2 separate regions of the Mus musculus genome follow, and region 1 is linked to region 2. The links are chromatin contacts, called in public ChIA-PET maps. All regions are on one chromosome and are shown on one strand. The core of a region is the stretch at or near the end of the contact, and the rest is flanking DNA. Distances in the headings are between cores, read along the strand shown.

Evidence for each region. ChIA-PET counts read pairs in DNA pulled down with a chosen protein or histone mark.
Region 1: an RNA polymerase II ChIA-PET map of effector CD8 T cells shows a contact between it and region 2, with 8 read pairs. The contact joins the enhancer-like site here to the promoter of Gstt1 in region 2. A contact is called at or near these places in 7 of 39 promoter capture datasets (the HPC-7 cell line, HPC-7-derived erythroid cells, the SN4741 cell line and 3 more), 1 of 484 Hi-C or Micro-C datasets (bone marrow-derived macrophages), 1 of 115 datasets of contacts at active chromatin or transcription factors (effector CD8 T cells) and 2 of 9 other capture datasets (adipose tissue and liver).

The regions. Positions count from the first base shown.
Region 1 is chr10:75,533,689-75,539,207 of GRCm38.p6, forward strand. Snrpd3 (small nuclear ribonucleoprotein D3) reads left to right here. Exons shown (of 4, transcript NM_026095.4): 4 at 1,573-1,752. The coding sequence ends at 1,634. Among named protein-coding and RNA genes, the nearest start is that of Snrpd3, 18 kb to the left of the region's middle. Within about 2 kb of position 2,718, at least 28 of the 459 cell types and tissues checked have an H3K27ac peak or open chromatin away from gene starts, as enhancers often do. A contact at or near this core is called in effector CD8 T cells, where this site is marked.
Region 2 is chr10:75,796,916-75,802,579 of GRCm38.p6, forward strand. It overlaps Gstt1 (glutathione S-transferase, theta 1), which reads right to left and starts at 1,669. Exons shown (of 5, transcript NM_008185.3): 1 at 1,470-1,669; 2 at 128-215. The coding sequence starts at 1,581.

The DNA of each region.
Region 1 (5,519 bases), core at 1,468-3,967, 260 kb before region 2:
GTGGTTGCTGAGACTTGAACTCAGGACCTCTGGAAGAACAGTGGTCTTAACCACTGAGCCATCTCTCCAGCCCCTCACATTTTCTTAAACTTGACAGTAAATCCCTCCTTTGACACATGCCAGCAGTTATGACCACACTGTCCCCCAGATACTTATTAGCTGCTCTTGGAGGCTAGCCTGATTATGGCTTGCATTTGAGTCTCTGAAAAATTCTGCCACATTGTTAGGCACAAAAGCATGGTCCTAAGCAACTGCATTGGTGTTGGAAAAAAGATCTTAGGGTGTGAAAGGCCCAGGTCCTCCACAGCAGCATATGTTAATGTTTTATATGGGAGGTAGGTTCTGTGCTTAAAGACAAAATAGTTTAGGGGTTGGAGGGGGGTGGGGTTGGTTGGTTTCTTTTGTCTTAAGACTTCTAAAAAAATAAAAATAAAATAAAATCTTTGACCAGTGTTGGCTTGGTGTTAAAGGCGGTTGTCACACAAGCCTAACAGAAGTTGTCTGACCTCTACGTATACACTACACACACACACACACACACACACACACACACACCACAAACAAATAAAATGCTAAAAAAGAGAAAATGTTACCTTTGCCTCGGAGAGGGCTGCTCTTGCTGTCATGGTTAGGCTAACTGTCCATCTTAACCAGTCACATTACTGTGCACTTCGGGCAGTGAGTTGGCCCAGGCCCACTGACTGCACACAGCCCTGAGCCACCTGTGCCTTTCCCAGCGCCTTGCTCCCGTCTCTCATCAGCGAGCGTTGTGTAGTTCCCATCAGTCTCTGAAAGAACAGACAAGAATGAGATGCGTTTTGTCAGTCCACAGAACTTCCCGAGTGACTATAGAGCTTCTAGCCTCCTAGGTACATTGGGTCATAGAGTGGAAGTCTTGTGCATCTTTATGGGTAGTGTTATTTTGTTTTTGTTATTAAGCATTTTTTTCATGCAGAAAAACTCAAAAGACTAATACCCAGAATAGTACCCAGAATTAACAGATGCTACGCTAGCACTTAGGTGTCTGAATTGAGAACCAGGTTGGTATAGCTCAGTGGGTAACAAGCTTATCACACAGTGTGTGTACCTGAGCTCAGTCTATGTGTGGTAGAACCTGCTTGTAATTCTAGTACTGACAGGACCAAGATAGAATCCTGGGCTTCCTAGCCAGCCAGTCTATTCTACTTGGCAAAGTCCAGTCCAGTGACAGACCTTGTCTAAAGAAACAAAGTAGTGATGGTACGTGAGGAACAACATTTGAGGTTATCTTATGTCCTGTATATAGTCACATGCCATGGCCCTTCCTCTTATCCACACAAACAGAATTGAATACATCCGTAATAGCTCTGAGAATTTGTCATTCCTGTGCTATTATTCACACTGCTGTGCTGTCGGCACTACCTCCCACCATGACACCAGTTATCAGCACCAACTTCCACTCCTCTTCCTTCTCACCGCATGATTTGGTCCAGGCAGCCTTCCAGGCCTCTTCCAGACTGATGCCCAGGCTTCAGCTGGTGCTGTTGTGAGCATCCCAGCCCCCCTGACCTCTCTTCTTCTTCTTTGTTTCAGTGGCCGCACGAGGGAGAGGACGTGGGATGGGACGTGGGAACATCTTCCAGAAGCGAAGATAATATTCTCCATTGAAGAGAACGTTGTCCTTTCTTCTCTTTGATTATTGCAGGGGTTTTGGGGGGAGGGGGTATTACATGTGCATATGTCTTAGATTTTCTTTTGATAAACTGTTAAGCTAAATAAAATTTGGTTGTTTTGTGGTTTGTGTGAGGCTTTTTTGTTTTGTTTTGTTTTGTTTTTGAGGAAATAAGAACTGTGTGTTCGTGTTTGTAGTTTGCTTTGGCAGCAGGTTAGAATCTGACACCTTTGGACATGTACTGGGGAGATGCCAGCACTCTTCAAGCAGCAGTGTGTGATAAAGAGTGCAAGCACTTTTCAGGCCTCTTTCTAGTTGAAGGGAGAAAAGCCTAACTAAGAGAGGAACCCTGTGTTACATGAACACTCAGTGTGGCACTTTCCCAGCTAACCTGACACAGGCAACCTGACCTGTGAAGATGACTCATGCTCTGATCAGTAATACAGTAATCATAGTGTCTCAGCATTCGACAGCTCCAGAGGGAACCCTGTCTGTAGCTACTCATATTCAACTCGCTCCACACAGTGTTAGGAGCATCTCAGCATTGATAAGCACACTAATTTTTTAAAGGTTTATTTTATTATGTATGCAGCGTTCTGCTTGCATATATGCCTGCACACCAAAAGAGAACACCATCATAGATGGTTGTGAGCCACCATGTGGTTGCTGAGAATTGAACTCAAGACGGAAGAGCAAACAGTACTCTGAACCTCCGAGCCATCTCTTCAGTCCTCTTTGTTTTTTCTTGCACTTGGAGTACTCTGGTGGTTGCCTTGGCCTAATGGAGTCTTTGGTGGTGGTTATAGTTTGGTGTGCTCCTTTCCTGCAGCTTTCTTTCTCATTCAGTGTGATGCCAACTTTAGTGGGCTGATTCAAGTTGACATGTGTCGTCTCAGGGTTGGGTGCAAGCATAAGCCTGCAGCATGACCCGTCAAGCCCCACCCAGTAGGCCATGTGCGCTTCATCACCAGCTGTTTATGTGGTGAAATGTTAACATCCTTACCCTCCAGCATTTACCCTCCACCATGGCTGTGGGTTGCCAGGGGTGGGGTGGTTGACACAGATTCTCTTTACATAGACCTACTTGCTCTGTAAACTAAGTAGCTCAGACTCGGGTGCACATGCATGGACTTCCTGAGTGCCATGGTTAAGGGCGTGGGCCACTATACCCAGCCAAAAAACAAAGCTTGAGTTCATCTCTGCCTCTGTCGAATGTCATGCAGAAGAGACGGAGTGTGCCTTCATTTCTAACAGGATTGCTAGTATGTGTTGGAAACCATTTCTTTCAGGCTGGGCATGGTGGTATAGACCATAATCCCAGCACTCAGGCAAGTGGATTTCCAAGCTCAGGGCTTGCTACTTAATGAGTTCAGGCCAGCCTGGGTTAGACACTTTTCCTCCCCTCCCCTCCCAGAATACATACATACACCTTACATATTTACACATGCTTAGATTTTTTTTTTAATTCACTTTTTGAGGATGCCTGCCAGCACACATGTGAAAGTCAGAAGACAACTTTTGGGAGTTGCTCTCCCATCTTCTTTGGAATCAAACTTAGGTTGTCAGGGTTTACAGTAATTCTGCCCGCCCCCTCCAGCTTTTAGCTCATCACTTCTTTCAAATGTGTCTGCTTAGCCTTTGCTGTCCCAGTTTTGTGCACTATCATTTGTGTTCCCCAGCACCTGTCTTCCTGATTGTAATTCTGCCACTGCCATCCATACTTGTTATATCATGACTGGTTAAATTATGACTAGTAAGCCACGGAGTAGTGCTGAAGACTGTTCCCTGGGAGTAAGTCCCGTGTGCGGCCACCTGCTGGTATCTTGACTTTTATCTTGGCTTTAGTCCCTGTATATCCCTGGATCAAAGACTTGGAGCCTGTTGCTATTTATCTGTTCTTTATCTGTAGTCTGAACTGGTTTACCCTGCTGTTGTCACCCCAAGTTCTTGCCATCCCCTTCCTCAGCTCAACTCCTGTTTTCAGTGTAGGTTCTTTCTGTTTGGTTTATTTTATTGTATTAATAAATGGTGCATGAAAAGTTTGTTTGATTATTCCAAGACTGCCTATCTGAATTTTAAGTTAGAACCTGCACTCCATCCAATTGAATGATGTGTTCAGTAGGGAGACAGGACCAAACAACTACTTGTCCCAGGTAGCAAAACAAAGACAGGTCCAAGTACAGATATTACCAGAATCCAACTTGGTGAACCAATAAATTGAATTAGGAGTATTTATAAGAATATGGGTGGAGGGTTACCTACAGGAGCAGAAAATGACAAGTGTATCACCAAAACTTAACCCAGCATGGGTTCTGACATAGACCTGAAAACCTGGAGTGCACAGCATGACCTGCAGAGAGCACAACAGATGGGAGACTGTCCTTTCTAGACAGCTCGCATGGACTGGTCTGAGCCTCTTCCAGGCAACTCAGCTTGCCTACGTGTAGTGTGTTTCGGGGGGGGGGGGGGGGGTAAGAAGCATGTTGAGTCTGATCAGTTTCAGGACTTTCTTCTAAGCCTTTTGAGTTGTTCCATTCCCGAACCTAAGGGCATGACAAGGCTAGATATGATGGTCCATACCTTTAATTGCACTTGCAAGCCAGAGGCAGGCAGATCTCTCTGTGAGCTTGAGGTAACTGATTTTTTTATATAAGTTTTTGGTTATTGGTTTGTTTGGTTTGGTTTTGATTTTTCAAGACAGGGTTTTGCCGGGCAGTGGTGGCACAAGCCTTTAATCTCAGCACTCGGGAGGCAGAGGCAGGTGGGTTTTCTGAGTTCGAGGCCAGCCTGGTCTACAGAGTGAGTTCCAGAACATCCAGGGCTATACAGAGAAACCCTGCCTCGAAAAAGAAAAAAAAAAAAAAAAAAAAAAAAGACGGTTTCTCTGTGTAATCCTGCCTGTCCTAGAATTCACTCTGTAGTAGATCAGGCTGGCCTCGAACTCACAGAGATCTACCTGCCTCTGCTGCCTAAGTTCTGGGATTAGAAGTGTGCACCATCACTGCCTGGCTAAAAATACGTTTTTTTTTTTTTTTTTTTTTTTAAAGAATGAAAGCTGACACCATAGCACCAGTAACTAGTCCGTCCCCCCCACCCCAAAGACAACATGTAACATTGGTTCTGATCTCAACTACTGTTTTCTTATATACAGCAAAGTTTAGACTCCACCTGTGGTACCAACTATCCCAGCATGAACAGTTTTTTGCTGAATATTCCATATTTAAATTAAGCATAGGATTTTGTTTTCTGCTAGTGGCCAAAGCAAAAGAACGTAATTAGATTTACAAATGTCCCTGAAAAGAAAGCAGACAATACATGAAATTAGTTTTCAAAATTTCAGGCCTCTGATACTGAAGGAAATTAATTCCTAATAAATAGGGGAGTTACCCACTGTCCAGCTTACGTTTTACAAAGAGATTCCACCCTTTGCACCATAAAGCAAGGACTGAGCCTCCCTGGAACCTCCTGTTATGAAGAATCAAAGCTAAGAAATAAAAGCCTGAAGAAGCCAGGCTCTCTGAAGGGTGGTCTTGAGTACTGAGCAGAATATGGATCCACACATGATTGAGAAAGCAGGCTACAGGGCTGGCGAGATGGCTCAGCCAGTAAGAGCACCGCTTGCTCTTCGGAAGGCCCTGAGTTCAAATCCCAGCAACCACACAGTGGCTCACAACCATCCGAAATGAGGTCTGACACCCTCTTCTGGTGTGTCTGAAGTCAGCAGCAGTGTACTTATTTATAATAATAAATAAATCTTTTTTTAAAAGAGAGAAAGCAGGCCAGGCAGGGAAATCTGCTATATATAAATTTTGCATGCTGTCTTAGCTGTGGAGTTGTTGAAGGCTTGTGGTCTAGCAATACATTCTGG
Region 2 (5,664 bases), core at 419-2,918:
AGTGCTCTTAACCACGGAGCCATCTCCCCTCCCCCTCCTCCCAGTGCCAGCTTCCTAGTTTATAACACAGTGGGTTAGAACAGGCTGGTTTCCAGTAAAACTTAGCAATAGCCCCAGGCTTGCTTACCTCTCACACAGGGTGAAGCCACCATCCATCATGGCTGGTACCCTCTTCATGGGGTTCACCCGGGCAAACGCATCGCTGAGGTGCTCACCTGCAGATAGTCCAGCATGAGGGAGGAGAACACTGGGGGTCTCTGATAGCCTGGGCCAAGGTCCCAGGAGGCTGAACACTAAATTCATGGTTCTTCTTGGGACTGGGCTATTCCCTAAATGGGGTGCGCAGGCAGGGCTCCTGTGAGAGAAGAGGGGGTGGCCCCTTGCCCTTGATACAAAATAGGTATCATACGCTTGACAGGTCCTTGTGGGACTTGCCCGCTAGCAGCCCTTTCTGGTCTGGATTGGTTTTCTTCCTGTTGATGCACTCCAGGTAAGTTTCTAAGTTTGCCTCCTTGCGCTCAGCCCCACAGTCCTCAGTGGCTCCCATTGCCCCGGATCAAGTGGGGGATTCTCACTCTCCCTTCGTTTCCTAGTGGAACCTGTCTCCCTCGACAGGCTTATTTTTAACAGCCTACTTGAACATCTTTTTATCAGTTCCCCCCCCCCCCCGTCCTCACCCCACCCCCACCGGGCCACCCCCTCCCCCACCGGCCTACACCATACTCTGCAAGGGCAGAACCTGTGGGGGGTTAAGTACACTGTACCTAGAGGTGACAGTGAAGAGAGACGTGAGGTTTCAGACAGAGCGGGACAAGCAGTGAGACAGTATGGAGACGGCCACAGCCCATTATGCAACACTTTCATTTTGCTACAACCCTGTCTTGCCAGAGCGCAGGGCTCTCTCAGCGGCCAGCAGGGAGGAGGCTCCAAGTTCCTGGCATACCCCCATGCAGCAGCCTCTCTCTCTTCGCAGCACAAAGAGAGGCAGAGAGAAAGGGAAAACAGAAAGTCAAGAAAAGGAACGACAAAAAGGAATTCCAATAGACCAGGTTGGCGGAGAGAGCCTGTTGCAAAGGCAAGGTACTTGCAGGGATGGCTCTGTGTAGTACTGCCCATCTCAGCACTGGGGGAAACGATCCGAGGAGTGACTGCCCAGATCTCCACATTTGTTCTCCTAGCTATGCCCTACACCCACTACTCTTCTGGAGGTCCCTGTAGCTAGGTCCAAACTGCTTGCCCGTTTCTGTTGCTAGGTCTGCACACTATTCAGTTTCAGCAGGTCCTGGCCGGCGTCTATTCCACAAACAGCAGAGTTGGCGGGAGTCCTGAACCCTGGTTCTCTCTGGTGTCTTTCTATTGTGGTCTCTAAACCAGAAAAAGCCTGGGAAGGGGAGAGTACAGAGAGAGATCCCCTAAGTCCGTCTTGCCTCCCCTGTTTCTCAGATCCCCAAAGCCGTAGCCCTGCCCACCCTTGCGCAGCTCCACCGTGTGCATCTGGAACGGGATATTGTTCTTCTTGGCGAAGATATAAATGGCGCGACAGGGCTGCGACAGCAGATCCAGGTACAGCTCCAGAACCATGGCATAGGCGGCGGGAACCACTTCTGTAACTGGCCAGACTATCAAAAAGTCCAGGCTGGCTAGTAGGGATCCCTATCAAGCCAAGTGTGGCCACGCCCCCACTGGGCGGATACCGCAGCCTGGCCCTTCTTTCTAAAGGGGGAGCTAGCTTGTGTTCCAAGAGCCCTGCAACTGGAATCTAGCACGGAATGAGCCAGAGGACACAACTGGTCTCCTCTGAGTGGGCAGAGGAGGTGTTAGAGGGCCTGGCTGCTAGTCCTCTTGTGGCCGGTTTAGTTGAAAGCAGAATGTCTTCAAAGGTATACCCACCCTATCTAGTGTGTTGTTAGAATTCCCAATCGTCCCCACTTCCCAGATGGGAAAACTAAGGTATTCCTCCGGGACCTACAAGCCAAAGATATGGACCAGCACCACCAGCAAGAAGCAAAGGATGCTGTGGGCCTTTGATGTCACTCGCATCTCAGCTCTGTCATTTGACAAGGTTGGCCTTCCTGTACCTGAGAGCATTAGCTTCTCCATCCTCTGACATTTTAGCTCCCTTTGGACTGTGATAGAGAAGTACCTTAGATGTAATTTTTGAACAGAAATGTACCATTAGTCCCAGGCCAAGGTTCCCGCAGTTTCCATATCTGATGAAGGTTATAAGGTTGTAAGGTGGGAAGTTCCTTGCTGTTTATACACATAGTGAAAGAAACGTGTAGATCCCTTTCATGAAAGGTTGAGTCCAGCCGGAAGTGGTGGCCCACGCCTTTAATCCCAGCACTTGGGAGGCAGAGGCAAGCAGATTTCTGAGTTCGAGGCCAGCCTGGTCTACAAAGTGAGCTCCAGAACAGCCAGGGCTACACAGAGAAACCCTGTCTCGAAAAAACAAAAAATAAATAAATAATAAATAAAAAATTGTCCTTATGATTCTGACAACTTTGTCCCTGAGCTTAATATTGAAACTGAGGGCCCCAAGACTGAGTGCCGATTTTTCCAGATATCATATGCCTCTTCATGGAGTCTGCCACGATTCCTGTTGGAGAAGCCTGTTATTAAGGTCCTCCATGTCCCCGGATAGCTCTCCAAGCTTGGTGCAAAATGGAGGACTCCGTTTCTCAGTGGGGTTTCCCTTTCTTTCTATGGCCTTGGTTGGGAGTATCTGAGCACAGATGCCCTACCTTGTTTGGAGGATGACCCTGTGCAGAGCTCTCTGCGAGGGCTATGTGACTCAGCACACAAGTCCCGCTCTGCTTCCTGCCCATATGATAATTAGGTGCTGTGCTCTGACCAATTAGCCCTCTCTACCTATACTCATAAGATCCCTTATGTACCCTACCCCTGAAACAACAGAGTTGTCTGGAGGTTGCTGACTCCTGGAAGTTCTTTTGTCATAATCACAGCTTGATAAATCCGTTTCCTCAGCCCTGATAGGCAGTCTATTTTGGTTGAATGAGGCTTGCTCTGGTGACCCAGTAGAAAACTCTACAAGGGATGGAACACCAAGCCGTGTTCCCAGAGACAGGTGCCTCAAACCACAGAATCCCCAACTCCATAATTCTGTGGCTATAAGTCGCACAGACAATGTCCCAAGCTTCAGGCATTCTGGCTAGACTCCACCCTCACGGTTACCTGATTATAGCCAGGTATGCTCCTCCCCATAGTTACCTGATAGCCCAGCCCACTATAAAAGGAGCTGCTTGGCCCCTGCTCACTCTCTTTAAGCTCTCACCTTTCTTACTCTCTAGCCCTCCTTCTCTCTTTCCCTTTCCCCCTCTCTCCACATGGCCATGGCTGGCCTCTCTCTCTTTCTACCTTCTCTCTCCCTGCCTTTCTACAATAAAGCTCTAAAACCACAGACTGCCTCTGTTCATCAAGGCCACCATGCTTAAATGATGGGATAGGTTTTCCCCTAATGAGCTGTGTCTAACCTCTCGCCAGAAGACTGCGCTCCAGCCACAGACCGGACCAAGGGCTCTCTCCAGAGTAGGAACCATCCAGCGCCCCCCCTCCCTCTGCCCTCTCCTCCCTTCAGCCCCAGGGCTGACTGAGCCGCTCCCTGGACCCCCATTCTGTTCTCATCTCTTTTGCAGTGTCCAGCAGTATCTGGGATGCCCGAGGCTGAGAACCTGGTACCCCAGTGGTCCAGTGGGTTCACACAGCCAGACACCCACCAGGGGCGACATGGAAAGTGTGTGGCAGTCTTCCACGTCTGCCCTCCCAGAGCACCGGAACTCTGGAGGGACGCGGGTTTTCTCCCCACTCCCTCCTTCCCCCACACTCACTGCCCCGCAAGGAGGCCCACAGATTCTAGTAAGACTTCTTTCCTAGCTTTAAATTATTTAATTGGTAGAGAAAATGAACCCATTTATGGGCTCCTTCTGAAATTCTCAAGGTCTATACTTTCCAAGCCAACCCAAGAGGAATTTGAGAGAGGATCCATCGATCTGCACTGCCACATTCTCTCTTAAGATAAATTTGAAAGGGAGTGTCCACAGCCAGGGCTAGCATGGATGGAACCCCAGGCTAGTATTTTTGTTTCTTCTTCTCTGTGTTATTCCCCACCACCATCCACCTTGGGAAGAAAAATGGAAGAAACCTATGTTCCGGTAGAGTTGAACAGCTTTCGGGATATCTGGGCTAAAACAATCACCCTTAAGGCTAATTTACTTTTTACCCACTCATATGCTCCTAGACTCCCTTGCTCTTTCTGTTCCTTGACCTAAATTTGGCTTAACAGGTGGAAAACATGGCCCCTGAGGATTTCGTTGCCTTTTCTGGGCTACTTGACCTCTCTTGTACCTTCTCACCCCATCTTCCAGTAACTGACCATTGAGGTTATAAGTGGAAAGAAATCAGGGGGCAGAAAGGGAGATTTCCTATGGGTCTAATGGGCTTTGGTCTTTGACAAGGATGGCTCATGTCACCAATTTATACCCACTCATGATTCATGACTCCCTCTGCTCCCCACAGACTATGCAAGCTCTACCATATCTAGACTGGAGACACCCCACTGGTTAAGGGGATAACAGTGAAGAGAAAAAGGGGGTGGCCTCCACCAAAACTCCCACGTTGCGTTCACTGGCAGACAGAGTGAGCTGATCCAAAATTTTGTTGGCACTCTACTCTGTGTCTTTTAGAAAGTGGGATAGTTTGGACCAACAAAGTAGCCGAGACGCTCCCAGACTCGTGTAATTGTTAAAAATTGGCTACTTTTCGGCGTTTTAACGGATGGTGGGTTCTGCACAAGCAGGGTACGCTTAACCAGGTAAAATGCAGATCTGATTCACAGTGGTCACAACATATGAGAGTTTTCTCCTGTCTTTATCACCGCTAAGGAGGGAAGACAAGATGGAGGAAACTCTGGTTGTCCTCAGGAAAAGGAACCTCTAACATCCAACAGATTGGTCTTTCTCCTGTTGTCCCTCACAGGAGGAGATAAAGCCAAGATGCTTCGTCCTGTATTAAGACCTTAAAGAAAGAGATGCTTGATATTTTGTGTACTCTGTCTGGCCTGAAGTTAGATTACAGGGTGAAAAGTGACCTCGAACAACGAAATGTCAACCAATGAATTCTCTCTTTGTAAGAGAGAAGGTAGTTATGAAGCTTACAGCTTGTCTTGCCTCCTCTGCTTAGACACAGGCTCACTGGATATGAGTACTGGACTTTTCTGCTGCTTGGACACTCGATTTTAACACTGGAAAGGGGGAAAATGCTTTCTGTTTTTGGCCGGCCCAAAACACAATTCAGCAGATAAGATTCATCTGGAGCCAGGTAGTAGTGGCTCACACCTTAGATCCCAGCACTCAGGAGGCAGAGGCAGATGGATCTCTGAGTTTGAGGCTAGCCTGGTCTACAGAGTGAGTTTCAGGACAGTCAGGGCTACACAGAGAAACCCTGTCTCAAAAATCACCACCACGATGACCACCACCACCCCCCAAAAAAAAGAAAAAGAAAAAAAGACTAAGGTCAAAAGGTCCAGGTTTAGTACATTAGTGTCAAACCTCTAAAATCAATGGAGTTCCCATATGTTACTAATTACTCTTGGCAATAGTTACAAATACAGGGGTTGGCGAGAGGGCTCAGCGGTTAAGAGCACTGACT